Regions from separate parts of the Pan troglodytes genome. Here region 1 is linked to region 2. A link is a contact called in public Hi-C data. All regions are on one chromosome and are shown on one strand. The core of a region is the stretch at or near the end of the contact, and the rest is flanking DNA. Distances in the headings are between cores, read along the strand shown.

Evidence for each region. A called contact is a pair of places that touch in the nucleus more often than the background predicts.
Region 1: a Hi-C map of stem cell-derived neural progenitor cells shows a contact between it and region 2, with 4 times the contacts expected there. The contact joins two enhancer-like sites. A contact is called at or near these places in 1 of 7 Hi-C or Micro-C datasets (stem cell-derived neural progenitor cells) and 1 of 1 other capture datasets (stem cell-derived neural stem cells).

The regions. Positions count from the first base shown.
Region 1 is chr21:22,447,899-22,455,088 of NHGRI_mPanTro3-v2.0_pri, reverse strand. MACROD2 (mono-ADP ribosylhydrolase 2) reads right to left here. Exons shown (of 17, transcript XM_063803023.1): 11 at 2,292-2,354. All of the region lies in intron 1 of LOC134809177 (a long non-coding RNA gene), which reads left to right. Among named protein-coding and RNA genes, the nearest start is that of KIF16B, 630 kb to the left of the region's middle. Within about 2 kb of position 5,133, at least 4 of the 24 cell types and tissues checked have an H3K27ac peak or open chromatin away from gene starts, as enhancers often do. A contact at or near this core is called in stem cell-derived neural progenitor cells, where this site is marked.
Region 2 is chr21:21,740,238-21,746,903 of NHGRI_mPanTro3-v2.0_pri, reverse strand. The region is part of intron 5 of MACROD2 (mono-ADP ribosylhydrolase 2); the gene reads right to left. Among named protein-coding and RNA genes, the nearest start is that of FLRT3, 880 kb to the right of the region's middle. Within about 2 kb of position 3,618, at least 6 of the 24 cell types and tissues checked have an H3K27ac peak or open chromatin away from gene starts, as enhancers often do. A contact at or near this core is called in stem cell-derived neural progenitor cells, where this site is marked.

The DNA of each region.
Region 1 (7,190 bases), core at 3,884-6,383, 710 kb before region 2:
ACAACAGTCAAAACTGCTGGATTACACTGTTATAAGATTGTGTTTTTTCATGATGTGTAAGAGGCCTGCAGAGCTATATAATCAAAATTGAAGCTGGAAATTATATTGAATGAAAAGGAGATACTTTTATTTTGGAAAACTACCAGCAGGTCAAAAGAGCTTTAACGACCCATAACCACATCTTCGATTTCTCTGAGCTCTGATTAGGGAGGATAAGAAATGAGCAGTGTGAACGTAACAATGCGTGTTGACACTGGCCAGGATTATAGGTGGACTCTGCCATTGGCCTCTGTGCCAGCCGGCGAGCTCACTTGGAAAAGCAAGGGGAGTCACTCAGGGATGCATTTAGGACTCTTCTTCACATTGAGAAGTGCCCCTATTGTGGTGATAACGCTATCAGATTCAAGGGCTGGAGAAGAGGGCTGACATTCTACCACTCCCTCCTCACAGGCAAAAGGATCTCAAATCTACAAACTACTTGTTCTCAACTGGTTAAAGGGAAAAGATGAATAAATCAAACACAGGCAAATGTGAGTGCATGCATACATGTGTATGTGAGTGCATGCATATGTGTGTGTGAGTGTGCGTGTGTATATGTATGTTCAGGGATGGGAAACAATCTCTGTCAATAAGGACACTTTGGGCCTGGGTGTGGTGGCTCGTGCCTGTAATCACAGCACTTTGCGAGGCTTAGGCGGGCAGATCACTTGAGATCAGGAATTCGAGACCAACATGGTGAAACCCTGTCTTTACTAAAAATAAAAAAATTATCCGGGCATGGTGGTGCGTGCCTGTAGTCCCAGCTACTTGGGAGGCTGAGGCACGAAAATCCCTTGAACACAGGAGGCAGAGGTTGCAGTGAACCGAGATTGCACCACTGCACTCCAGCCTGGGTGACAGAGCAAGACTCCATCTCAAAAAAACAAAACAAAACAAAACAAAAAACAAAAAACAAAAAAAAAACAGTTTGGGACACGATAGTGAGTGAATAAAACCTTTGAAACCTCAACAGTCACAGAATGGCCTCAGCTGTCAGCAGTTTGTTGACTAATACTTGTCAGCCCCAAACAATAAAAACAGTGACAGCTTTTCACTCATCTGCTATGGAGCAGAATGTGTGGGTTGGGGGTGGGGGAGGGTTGGATAACAACAGTTTTCTGCATCAGAAATTCATTTCATTGTAAGGACTATCTTGCAGCAAAGGACGCCGGCCGACCCAGTCACAGGTACACAAAGTCCTTGCTGCCTTGCTTCAGTGCTTTCTCTGATTGGCCTTCTTCAATTCCGTCTTCCAGGTTAATAATAAAAGCTTCCAGATCCCTAGCAAAATCTCCCAGGTTAATGTAAGAAGTTTACAGTGAAAAACTTATCACACTACCTGGTTTAATTCCAAGAGTTCAGCATATGGCCTAGGATGTGCTTGGCAAACAGTAGGGCTCACTATTTCAAAAGTGCCCCTCCATGGGGCTTATTAGAGTTGGGAGAATAACTGGGAAACTAAAGGGAACAGGGATTTTTATTTTTATTTTTTTGCTGGTTATGTTGGTGAGTGAATGATTGTGCCTACCATTCTTTTAAAGGAGAGCATGACTGAGTACAAAAATGGATAGGAAGAGCTAATAAATCACAGGTGACTTCAATCCCTTTTGAGCCTTAAGTGCTATTTTATTTTAAAATGTTCAATTTATAATCTACAGTGTGGAATATATAAACTTTCAATGGACACATCTGTCCTTTAGTGAACAGAGGGGGTGTCAGGAAGGGTTTAGATCTTACTTAGAGCTCTGTGTGTGGGGTAGTCAGGGCCATCGCACCATCTCCTGCAATATGCAGAGAAATAACCTGAAGCATAGCTCTTCAAAATTTAATGCAATACACTAAAGAACATTCTACTCACTGTGCAGGCCAAGCCTCTTCTTCATTTCCTTTCATCAGTTTTTATTTCATTTTTTCCCTCAAGCTAAATGTACTAATTTGAGCTTGACCTAACTCAGCCAAGCTCTGCCTTGGCACTTTCAACCTCCGCCCGTCCCTCTTAGAGCTTTGCCAGCCAAACTGTTATAGGGCAGAAAATTGAATTGGTGAATGAGATGTGAGAATGTGTCACTCTGTTTGAAAGCACTCAACTCATAGTTATCGGAGATGGTGGCTTCCTGAGGGAGACCCTGAATGAACACTGGAGTTCATCTGGTGAAATGTATAAGCATTTTCAGACAATAGCATTGAGTGAAGTTACTGTTCACCTCTGCAGATGAGGCCTAGGTGACTTCTCAAAAGAAATCTGAGCCTACCTGCATCTTGGCTCTGCCCTTCCATTTCTTCCACACTTTGCTTCTCCTCTGGACCGTTCTCATCTTTCAAGAAAACCACAGAGGAAAAAAAATGCATCAAGTCAATTTGTGAAATATCTCTTTACGGCTAATATGCAGCACTGAAATTAATTGTAACCAATGTAGCATGACTCCCCATAAAGCCAGGCAGAGAGATGAATCAGAGGCATGAAACAGAAAAATTACCTACATAAATAAGTGCATTTATACTCATCCCTTCTCACATGATTTGCTAGATGAAATGTTTAACTGCAGTAAACAAAATTCACTCAGCAGTCCCGGTAACAAGTCTCTCCTTGCTCGGCATTTCCCAAAATATAATAGAAACTTCAACTCCAGTCCACTTTTCTCCCTTGACTTAAGTAACATGCACTGTGTAAGGAAGGTTGGCTAAGTTTCTCACCCTTTATTTCTCTGTATGATATATGCTGCAAAAAAAAGGTCAATTTTCACTTAACTTCCATACGGCAGTCTAACATACCTATGCTATAAAATATTTTGTCTTGAACAGATTATGTTGGTTGAGTTTATGCTATCATATATAGCTATCTGAAAAATAACTGGTCAGGTGCAATGAAGGCTGTATATTAGCAACTATCTGAAACTTTCTTTTTTCTTAAAATAGCTACTATATCTGTGGATTTATCTGTAGAAATAATAAGCTTTTTGAAGGTTAAGTATAGGCATGGTTTTATAACTCATTGCTGGGAGGGTCTCCAAATTGCTTTTGGTTTGGAAAATGAAGCAAATAAAAATGATGAATTTATACAAAGACATAAGAATAAAGTATAAAACATATAGTGAAGTACAGAAAACAGAAGCAGAAGTTACCAACCAATATTCATGTGGGTTAAAGATGGCCACAAATGCTTTGTCTCTGAAGGAGTGGAGCCCATTCCTTCTCTTTAAGTCCTGACTGGCTGTGAAACTTCTTTAGACCAATGAAATATGGTGGAAGTGATATTCTGGGACCTACAAGCTACCCTGCAAGATCTGGCAGCCTCTACTTTCTCCCCCTGGGAAGCCAGTCCCCATGCTGTAAAGAAGTTGAAGCTGGCCTGCCAAATGGAGGGAGACACATGGAGAGAGGGAGAAAAGATGTGTGGGGAGCATGAAGGGCCAGACCTGTGAGCCAAGCCTTCTTGAACCTTTCCACCCTGCCAGCTGCCAACCAAATGCAGCTGAGCAGTGACCTCAGCCAGTGTCACAAGGAGCAGAAGAGACATCCAGCTGAGCCCTTTAAAAATTCCTGACCCACAAGCAGGACTGAATCACTTAACGTTGTCTTGCTTGAGTGCTTTGACCCGCCATCTCCTCCTCCTACCAACTCTTAATTCCGAGGCAAGAGAATCCTCCCAAGAGGAGGCCACTAGTAGCAGAGCTGAAACAAAAGCCTCAGAAGCAGTGGGGAAGCATTTTACCTGCAGCTCTGGAAAACAACCTATTGAAGAAAGTTTCAGATGGGGAAACATTTAGATTTGACCTAAATGGGGAAAAAAGTTTATAATAGAAGGACAAAAAAAGAAAAAAGAATGATACTCTGAGGTTGGCGAAGAATGCAGTCAATAAATATACGTACAGGATCCCCTGTGTTGGCTTAGCCCTGTGCCGTTTGTGACGGTGGACACAATATAACTACTTTTTTTTTTTTTATAGACACAGAGCCTTGCTGTGTTGTCCAGCCTGGAGTGCAGTGGCATGTTCATAGCTCACTGCAGGCTTTAACTCCTGGACTCAAGCGATCCTCCCACCTCAGCCTCCTGAGTAGCAGGGTCTACAAGGCACATGCCACCAAGCCTGACTAATTTTTTATTTTTTTGGAGAGAAAGGGTCTTGCTTTGTTGCCCAGGCTGGTTTTGAACTCCTGGCCTAAAGCAATCCTCCCACCTTAGCCTCCCAAACTGCTGGGATTACAGGCATAAGACACCACACCTGGCCTGAATATAATATGAGAACCTGGGGTGGCTCTGCATGCCACTTAAATTCAGTGTTCTAAATGGCATATTTACAAGTACTACATGATTATCTGATATTTTCCCTGTTCTGGTTCTCCATGAAGGAAACAGCATTGGCCTTTGCTTAGGGAGGAAATAGTCACTTCTGCTGTTCTTGCTGTCTTAACAAGGCCAAGTTGGTGCAGGAGCATGTGCCAAAAACTTAGCCAATATCTGTCCCTTTCCTCCCACCAAATGGACTCTGAGTCAAGCAGGAAAAATCTGCCAGCTTCTCTGTCTCCCTCAAAAGACAGACCTTTTAACACATTTCACAATAGCCATGAAGTTTGCAGGTGACAAGCTTCCTTTGAAATTACTCTGGTTACCACATCTTCTACAGAGTAGGGGTAGGGAGATTACTTATGAAGTGAGGAAGATAAGAAGGGAAAGAAAAACAGCAGTTAAATTACAGAAAGGTGAGGAATTGGTTCTAATAGTTGTAAATGCATAAGAAGGAAATCCATGGTCAGACCCTGAAATCCAGCTTTCTAATAGTAACAACCAGTCTGGCAGTTTACCTAGTCTACTGCTTCTGGGTTTTTACCCTTAGTTCCTTGTGTGCTACCCCCCTCCCTAGAACAGACATCTGAGTGGCATGCTTTTGTTTTCTCTTTGAGTCTCAGTGGCACTGTTTTCTATTTGCAGTATTTCTGCCCTGGGGAAGCAAACTCAAGAAACACTTGGCACGTTTATCACAGAGCAAATTCTTTCTAGAAGAATGCTGGATTTGCCATTCCAGTAACATGTCCTCAGATAAAAAGGTCCAGGTATATTGCTTTCATCAATTTCCAAGACAGTGCATCCTCAAATCCAGCAGGGGGAACCAATGTAGAAGGCTTATTTTCCAAGCCCAGCATATGCATTCTTGGGCAATTAGATTAGTCATTCATTTCATTCTTTTAGAAGGACATTTTGGCTGGCTTATAACTTTCCATCCATTTTAAATGCTGCAAATGGGTGAGTTCTTAGTGAAATAGGGGGCTTCCACTGGTAGAAAAAGCAAGGCACATTAACACAGTTACCCGTAAGTCTTTGATAAGGACAAGCTTTCTTTTTTATCAGCCTTGTCTGTCTAGCTATCGTCACAGGAAGCACATAAACAATAAAAAGTTAAGTAGAGGGATGTGTAAACTTGAGGTTTTTAGAAGGGATTTTAAAAGCCTTACAATAACGGTGAAGAAATATAGGGAAGTGCGAGGCTATTTTGTTAGCTTAAATAATGCCACATAGAAGCTAAATGTTCTCAGTTAATATTCCTTTAAGATCACATATTTACTTCAGATGATAAATTTCCATAGCATTCATGTCGAGTGTGATATAACACTTTACTTTCCCATGCTGAAAAAGCACAGAAACCTGTGAGAATTCTACTGGTTGTGTCCTTCTAATTTCTCCCATATTAGTACTCTGCCTCCTACTCTTTCAACCAATATTTATCGAATGTGTACTGTTTGCAAAAACATTGCAGAAATTTTATAGAAATAAAATAAGAGGCTCCTGCTGCAACGTGACTATGATAAGAAAGCAGTCCATGTTTGACTCTACATGGGAGAGTTTTGTAAGGGCAAAATCTCAACAACATGATCACGGATTGCTATCCTGATATTTGTAGTTCCTTTTGTGAACGCTACATGGTGATAGGAAGATAAACAAGACATAAGTCTAAATAAATCCATCGCTATACTGGGGAAACAATCTGATGTGTACTTCCTGCTGGTATACTGCTGTCTTTTCTTCTAAAGGTCTATAGATTTCTGGGCACAGACAGACTACGGACAATTCAAAACCAGTGCTTTGCAGATTAGATTATTGGTCTTAATTCTTCAGTCCCCTATAATAAGATTGTGTGTATATGTGTATATATATATATAAAATCAGTGTCCTCCCACTGTGAGCAGAGAATATTTCCATGCCATTGATGTTGGACTTGACCATGAGACTTAATTTAGCTAATGAAATGCTAGTGGAGAGAATGTGAGCAAAGGATTTACATGGGCTGCATAAAAGGATTTGTTGCTTGTGTTCCTGACATTTGCCATGACAAGAAGATGCCCCTGTAGCTCTTGGCTTAAGGAGGATGAGAGATACATGGAGCAAGTTTGAACCCAAGTCACAGTCTGGAACCAAGCCCAAGCAACTCACAGCTTGCAGTAGAACCACCCCACTGAGCCCAGCCTACATCAGCTGAACCATAGTCATCTTACAGACCTGTGAGCATGAGAATAAATATTTTTGTTGTAGGGGACTGCATTTTGGGGTGATTTATTGCACAGCATTATTATGGCAATAGCTGATTAATACACATGTTTATTTTTGTCAGCTCAGGAAGGCTTTAAGTTAACTTTAAAAAAAATTAGCACTCTTTTATAAAAAAATCTAGTCTTTAATTTTGTATTTCCCCATCTATATTTTCATCTCATATGTTCCAAAATTCTCTAGAAGGTACATATTTGAAAAGTAAAATTAGCTGATATAACAGAGGAATGCTCTTAAAGAGTCTGCACTGCCATCAATATAATGATGTTTATGGTTTATTTAACTATAGAGCTCTATGAGCAACAGAATATTAGCTAATACCAGCTAACACTTATTGAATATTGCATATGTTCCACTCAGTGTCTAAATGCTTTGCAAAGGTTATCAAACTTCATTCTCATAAAAACTGCACGAGGCAGGTATTATTATCTGCATTTCATGGATGAGACAACTGAGACACAGGCGTGTTAAGATTCCACAGCTAGCAAGTGATGGCAGCAGGGGACAGTTTCAACCCAGCCTTAGCTGATGTTGGGGCCTATTACTGCCTACTTAGAAATGTAACTATTTATTGTCTGGGTAAGATATGTAAATTATGAAACAGCAAAAA
Region 2 (6,666 bases), core at 2,369-4,868:
ATAGGGTTTAAATGATGAACAAGAGGGCATTTTTTTCCTACATGGCCAGCATCAACCATTAAAGTTTTACTATAATTTTAATATGTAAACTGAGTGTGACATCAGTTTACATATTAAAGTGGTAACGTAGGATAGGAGCATACTTTTTTTTTTAAGACAAAGTCTCGCTCTGTTGCCCAGGCTGCAGTGCAGTGGTGCAATCTTGGCTCACTGCAACCTCTGCTTCCTGGATTCAAGCAATTCTCCTGCCTCAGCCTCTTCAGTAGCTGGGATTACAGGCATGCACCAACACACCAAGCTAATATTTGTATTTTTAGTAGACACAGGGTTTTACCATGTTGGCCAGGCTGGTCTCGAACTTACCATGTTGGCCAGGCTGACCTCAAGTGATCCACCCACCTTGGTCTCCCAAAGTGTTGGGACTAAAGGCATGAGCCACCACACCCGGCCAGAGCATACTTCTTATGCTCCTCCTTTGGTTATCTCCTCCTTTGGTTACCTCAACAACCAAAGAATTTTGAATAATTGTCAAGAATTTTTAGAGATTAAGAAAAGACTATGTAAAAATTTAATCTACGCCTACTTTTCAAGCAACCCAGAGAGACAGAATAATGTGCCCAAAGTCAGAGATCAATGTGGGGAGATAATGACAGCATCACAATGACAACATCACAGTGACAATATGATTATGAGTAAGTTCCTCTCAAGGTGACTGCTTATTGAAAGAAATGAATGGCATACATTTGTATGTACACATTTTGGCATATTTGTCATGAATCTCATTACTTTAGCCTCATGCTGGTATACATGCAAATTCTGGTTAGCTTTGTGGTTAGATTTGTTGCAATATGCAACAAATTACCACAAAACGTGGTGGTTTAACACAGCAACCACCATCCTATTATTTCTTTTGGCTTCTATGGGTCAGACCTTCTGCAATGGCTTGGCTAGGGGGTTTGGCTTAGGGTCTCTCATTTGGTTGTAGTCAACTAGTGGCTGGCACTGGAGCAGTGGAGGACCGTGGGAGCCAAAGGCTGGACTGACATCTTTCTCTCTTCATGTGGTCTCAAGGACTCTCCATGTGGGCTAGTTTGGGTTTCCTCACTGCACAGAAGCCTCAGAGCAGTTGGATAACTTAAATGACAACTCAGGGCTCTAAGAGCAAGTGTACCAGCAGGTGGACGCCATGTTGCCTTTTATAACACAGGCTTGGGAGTCACACAGCATCACTACCACAATATTCTATTGGTTGCCAATGTCACAAAGATCTCAAATTTTTTCAAGTGGAAGGACCTAGACCTCACCTCTTGATGGGAAGAGCAGTAAAAAAATTTTGAACATATCTTAAAACAGCTATAATGCAGGACTCCCCAGACAGTTGGCGCTTTATTTTGGTGAGCCCCAAGTACAAAGTCAGGTGGCAGATAAATAAGAAATCAGAGAAAAGGCTGAGATGATTAAAACTTTACCAGTATGGAGTTCTCAGACCTATTATCTCAATCAGTCAACTGCTAATTTAATAAAAATCTGAGGTAGCCAAAGATTGAAATATGAGATTAGTATTAATTGTAAACACAATCTAATTTGGGAATAATGAATGTAATTGTAGCCCCTAGATAGAAATGACTGGCACAGTGCTGGTTTAGTTCTTTTGTTTTATAATGTGGCAGGAACCTGTGGACAGAGGAAAGGGCAGACATGGCTGTCACAGAATTAGCATCATAACTTCCTATGAGTGGTGAAAGTGATGTTATTTCCCTAAAGTGTCCAGCTCCACATTCAAGAAAGGAAAAGCAGCCTTTGTGCATTGAAGCCCTCTCCTACAGCACTCAGGAAAGCCACAAAAACAGCAATGCAATTTGTACATTTAATCAACATTTCAAATGCAACCCCTTGAAGAGCTATGGAAAATGAGATGGCAGGCCCTTTTGTGCTTCATCAGACTAAAATGTGGCAAGACAAATGGAATCTGTTTTTGCTCATCTATTTCTGAAATCAATCAGTCTGTAAATCAGCTTTTTTGTTCTGAAGAGATAACTATCGCACCACTTTGCACTACCCCACTCCTATTTATCCTGGGACATTAGTCTGAATTATATAGAAAAGGAGGATAGGATATAAGGTTTTCTTTGAAAGAGGTGTGGGGGAGAGCCTACTTTCATTTCCAAAAGTGTAAATTGAAAAATATGTGATTGAAATGCCAAATAAATATTGAAAGCAGTAGAATTATTTACAAAGATTCAATCAGACTTATCCTTGGCAAAACAAATGCAGCAAAAACATTCTGTGAAAAAATATTAGCATAATGAATTTTAAAACAAATGAGAGAGCACAGATAGGTTGCTCTCATCATTTTCCATTTGAGAAGCAACTGCGCTACATTCAAACTGTTAATGAACAGTCAGACCAAGTGTAGAATCAATTACACATTGCTTTCATTCACTCCATTCTTGTATTCATAAGCATAATCGGTCCTTCTAACAGACTGCATAATAATGCTGTGCCTTGTCAATCATATCAAATTGCATGAATTTTAAGAAGAAAACCAATGCATGGAATTAAACTGATTTTCTTTTTTAGAGATACAACCACAAAACTGAGCACTAAAGGTACTATTTGTAAATCTTATTGGCCAATTTATATGATAAGCACCACCAATCTATGACCTGAAACAGAATACTTGAATTTCAGTTAACAGAAAATTGAATTACCACCTGATAGCATTACAAAGTAAATGCTGCCTTTTCTTTCCACATAGGTCAGTGTTTTCATATACACATTTCAAAGTTTGTTTTTATTATATTTCAAGAAACAATCAATTGTCTATAAGATGTTCCTTTTCAATCTGCCAAAGATATCATTGAAAATGTACTTCAACACACCCTGCAGCATTTTTCTAAATTCGGATTACTCTCATACATTTCTTCAGCTGTATGAAGGATTTCTGTCTATGTCCAGAAAGACTATAGTCATTCAACTTTTTGCATGAGTTTGGGATAAACTAGAATTCACAATGTTATTTTTAAATCTAGTTTCCTTTGAGTTTGTGAGTTGACCCATTGCTGTTTTTCACTGTTCTTGGTTACAAAGGGCTTTTGGTTTACCTCTCTCACCCTCCTTGATGCTATGGTTCTCTAAATAAGATATCTATGTCTAAGGTTACATACACAGCAACTAAACATTTGCATTTTACAGTTGATAGAGGCATACAGAATGCACTGCCAAAGCTCAAATGCATACTTACAGCTCAACTGGAAAGTTGGTTCCATTTTCATATGAGAATGTGATAATGTTATTATGTTTGGGGCATCATGTGCTGATAATATGTTTTATTCTTCATTGACTTCAAAGCTGTGATGTTTTAAGCCCACGTTATAAAATATCATTCAATCAATTTCTACCAAAATGCCATCCTCTATATTAAAAAAGAAAGAGGCAAAGCTCATGTTTAATTTTTTATCAGCTCTCCCTTTCCTGCACAAATCTATTTGAGACTGACCTTGTTGATGGGACTGTATCCTGTTTCAAATTGGACTCCTACATGTAAGGGTCCCTTTTTAATAACACAGATTGAAACTCATGGAAAAGGGATATCCTGTGGTCAGCCATTGATAGTTTTGAGATTCCACAGGGTATTGGGGGCATCTGCATCACAATAGTGTTATTTCCAACAGAGAGGGGTCTCAGAGGAAATGTGGGAAGCTGAATTATCTGCAGAATTCCAACATTTCATGTCATTTTAGAATGAACCCAAAGAGAACACATCCCAGAAGGAAGTGAGTCAAATGCATGGCATTTCTAGTGCTTCAATAGCAGGGGTGAGAGGAGGTGAAGGTCCAAATAGACAATATGACTGTTTCAAGGAAGATGATAATAAGATCTTTGTTCTGGTTCAAGAGATGTCAGCAACTTGCAGCCTTTTCAGAGAGATGCAAAACCAGTATTTTATTAACATGCAAGGAGAAAATCAGCTTTAAAGACTCTATACTGTGGGTAAAATGAATGAATGTTAGTCCCCACTGCAAGGGTAATTCTACAAATGCAGAATCTAGGCTGGGACTGAAATGTGCAGATGGGTCAATGTCGGGACACGCAGGCTGATGCTGAGGTTGCATGTGCTTGTTGTCAGCATTCCTTTACCACTCCCGTGCCACCACACGCCTGGACAAGAAAGACTCTTCTGCAATCATCCACTCAGTCATTAATTCTGTCCTTTATATAATACATATTTAGTGAGAACCCACTATGTGCCAGTGCATAGGGCAATTGTTCCATGACTCTCACCAAACAGGTCTGTGCTTTTCTGACTACAGGACTTTCCCCATTTCTGGAGAGCACCCCCATTTTTTTCTCTGAAAATTCTTCTTATGAAATAGTTTCTCATGGAGATTCCTACACTGTGAAGAATTTCGCTTCCTTAAAGATGAGATCCATAAATTCCTCTATATGAACAGAGTTTGAATTCACTTCACCTCTGTTGCTCTATAATATCACTTATGATAAACCATTAATATGACTTTGAACACGAACATTTCTGAGAAGTTTCCATCGGTCAGAGCTCTCCAATCACATAGTATCCTGCCTTAGGCGGCAGGGAATGCCCTATCATTCAAGACAATCCGATATGACTACCTATGTCCCAAGATTCTTGCTAACTCTGCAATGTCATGATTCTGTGATTTCTGTTTTCCTGCAGTGACTCGATGCTTCCACTGCAGGGAATATGACAAATCTATGTCTGTGTTTCCCACAAAGCCAAGAATTCTATGGGAACAGTTGCTTAATGGATAATTAGTGAATCTGTGGGTGATTAAATAAAAGTTGGCCCGATATAATCAATCTAATCAGGAATGATGTACCAGATTACAGAAAACAATGAGGTAGAAGGGATAATCTAGACTGGGCAAGCAATGGCATCTAGTTATACTGGTTCAGCTCATTCAGCATACATTTTATAGAGCTGAAAAGCTGTTTCTTCATAGAAAGACTCATCAAAACCTCATCAAAAATCTCCTAATGACTGCACTATGGAAGATTTAAAAATAAGATTCTAACACTATCACACTCTTTAACAAAAGCTATGAGATTCTATCCAAAGACTCAAACAGAAAAAAAAAATGTGCAGCGATCCCTTTGCCTTTTTTTTTTTTTTTCAGGAGATGATTAAATAAGTGCATTCTCTAAACCTGTCATTTCCCTCATCTGCATATTGCTCATTTTAGAATAAATCTGCTTTGTTTTAGAGATAGGTTTTGGCTCTCAAATCACAAAATGGAACATGACAGACTTTCTAGACACCCTCTGAAGGAATTAATGGACTCACTATTCACATTTCTTTAAAAAGTAGCATTTAGATATAATGAATCCACCTCTCCACCAAAATAAAGCGGATCTGATTTCTCTCTGAAATTGATCCATTCATAGGACAGCTCTGCACTAAACCTAGGCTCTACATCTTCACTCCAGGCCCTACATCTCATTTTCTTAAGGAACTGTTGTATTTAGAAAAGACAAATGAGAAGAGGCTACTTCAAGAATTACATTAACATAACTTCTAGCCAAAAGAATATGTGAAAATTTCTATACTGTGAAGTTACATTATTTTACAAGTTCAACTTATTTAAATTCAACAATATGAACAAAGTGTTGGTGGAGTGAGAATGATAAAATATTTAAATAATAAGGGCAATTTATTTAAATGAGTGAGTGTTACAGCAGGAGTAGGAGCAGGTTGGCTTACATTGCTGGACCCCAGTAGATCAGTCAATATCCTCACCTACTTTTCAGAGATAATGGGTTTACTGTGCACTAGAGCTATTTTCAAACTTTCTGGTGACACTTTCAGAACTGCTGCATTATAGCTTCTCACTGTGCAGATCTAATAAATAATATGTACTTTTCCAATGCAAAATGAACATCATTAACTATTTTATCTGTCCTCAAGTTTGAAGAAACAGTGATGTCTTTCGACTCCATAGGGAGAATCATTTGTATTGAACTTATTTTGAACTGGTATGTCACCAATTTCACTTTTATGTAGGTTAAGGGATTTCTTTTTTTTTTTTTTTTGAGACGGAGTCTCGCTCTGTCGCCCAGGCTGGAGTGCAGTGGCGCTATCTCGGATCACTGCAAGCTCCGCCTCCCGGATCACTGCAAGCTCCACCTCCCGGGTTCATGCCATTCTCCTGCCTCAGCCTCCTGAGTAGCTGGGACTACAGGCACACGCCGCCACGCCTGGCTAATTTTTTGTATTTTTAGTAGAGACGGTGTTTCACCATGTTAGCCAGGATGGTGTTGATCTCCTGACCTCATGATCCACCCACCTCGACCTCCCAAAGTGCTGGGATTTTTAAGAGTAATTTTAACTAAATGCAATTGTTTTTTGCTCAATCTTCAAAATCCAGAGTAATTGCTTTTTCCTCTTCTTTGAGATAATCGGGGTATTTCCACTCACCATCCTCTTGAGAATGGAAATGCATTTCTTAAAGAGTTTGCAAAGACTCAAGGAAAAAAGTCCAACATGACTGCTATCAGATACGCTGATTCACATGGAGAAGAGAAGGTTGGGAGCAGCTTTTTAAACAAGAATTCTATAAGACATCATGGAGTAAAGCCAAGAGATATTCTTTGGGAACATGAATTCCCATGCAAAATCATGACAGTAGT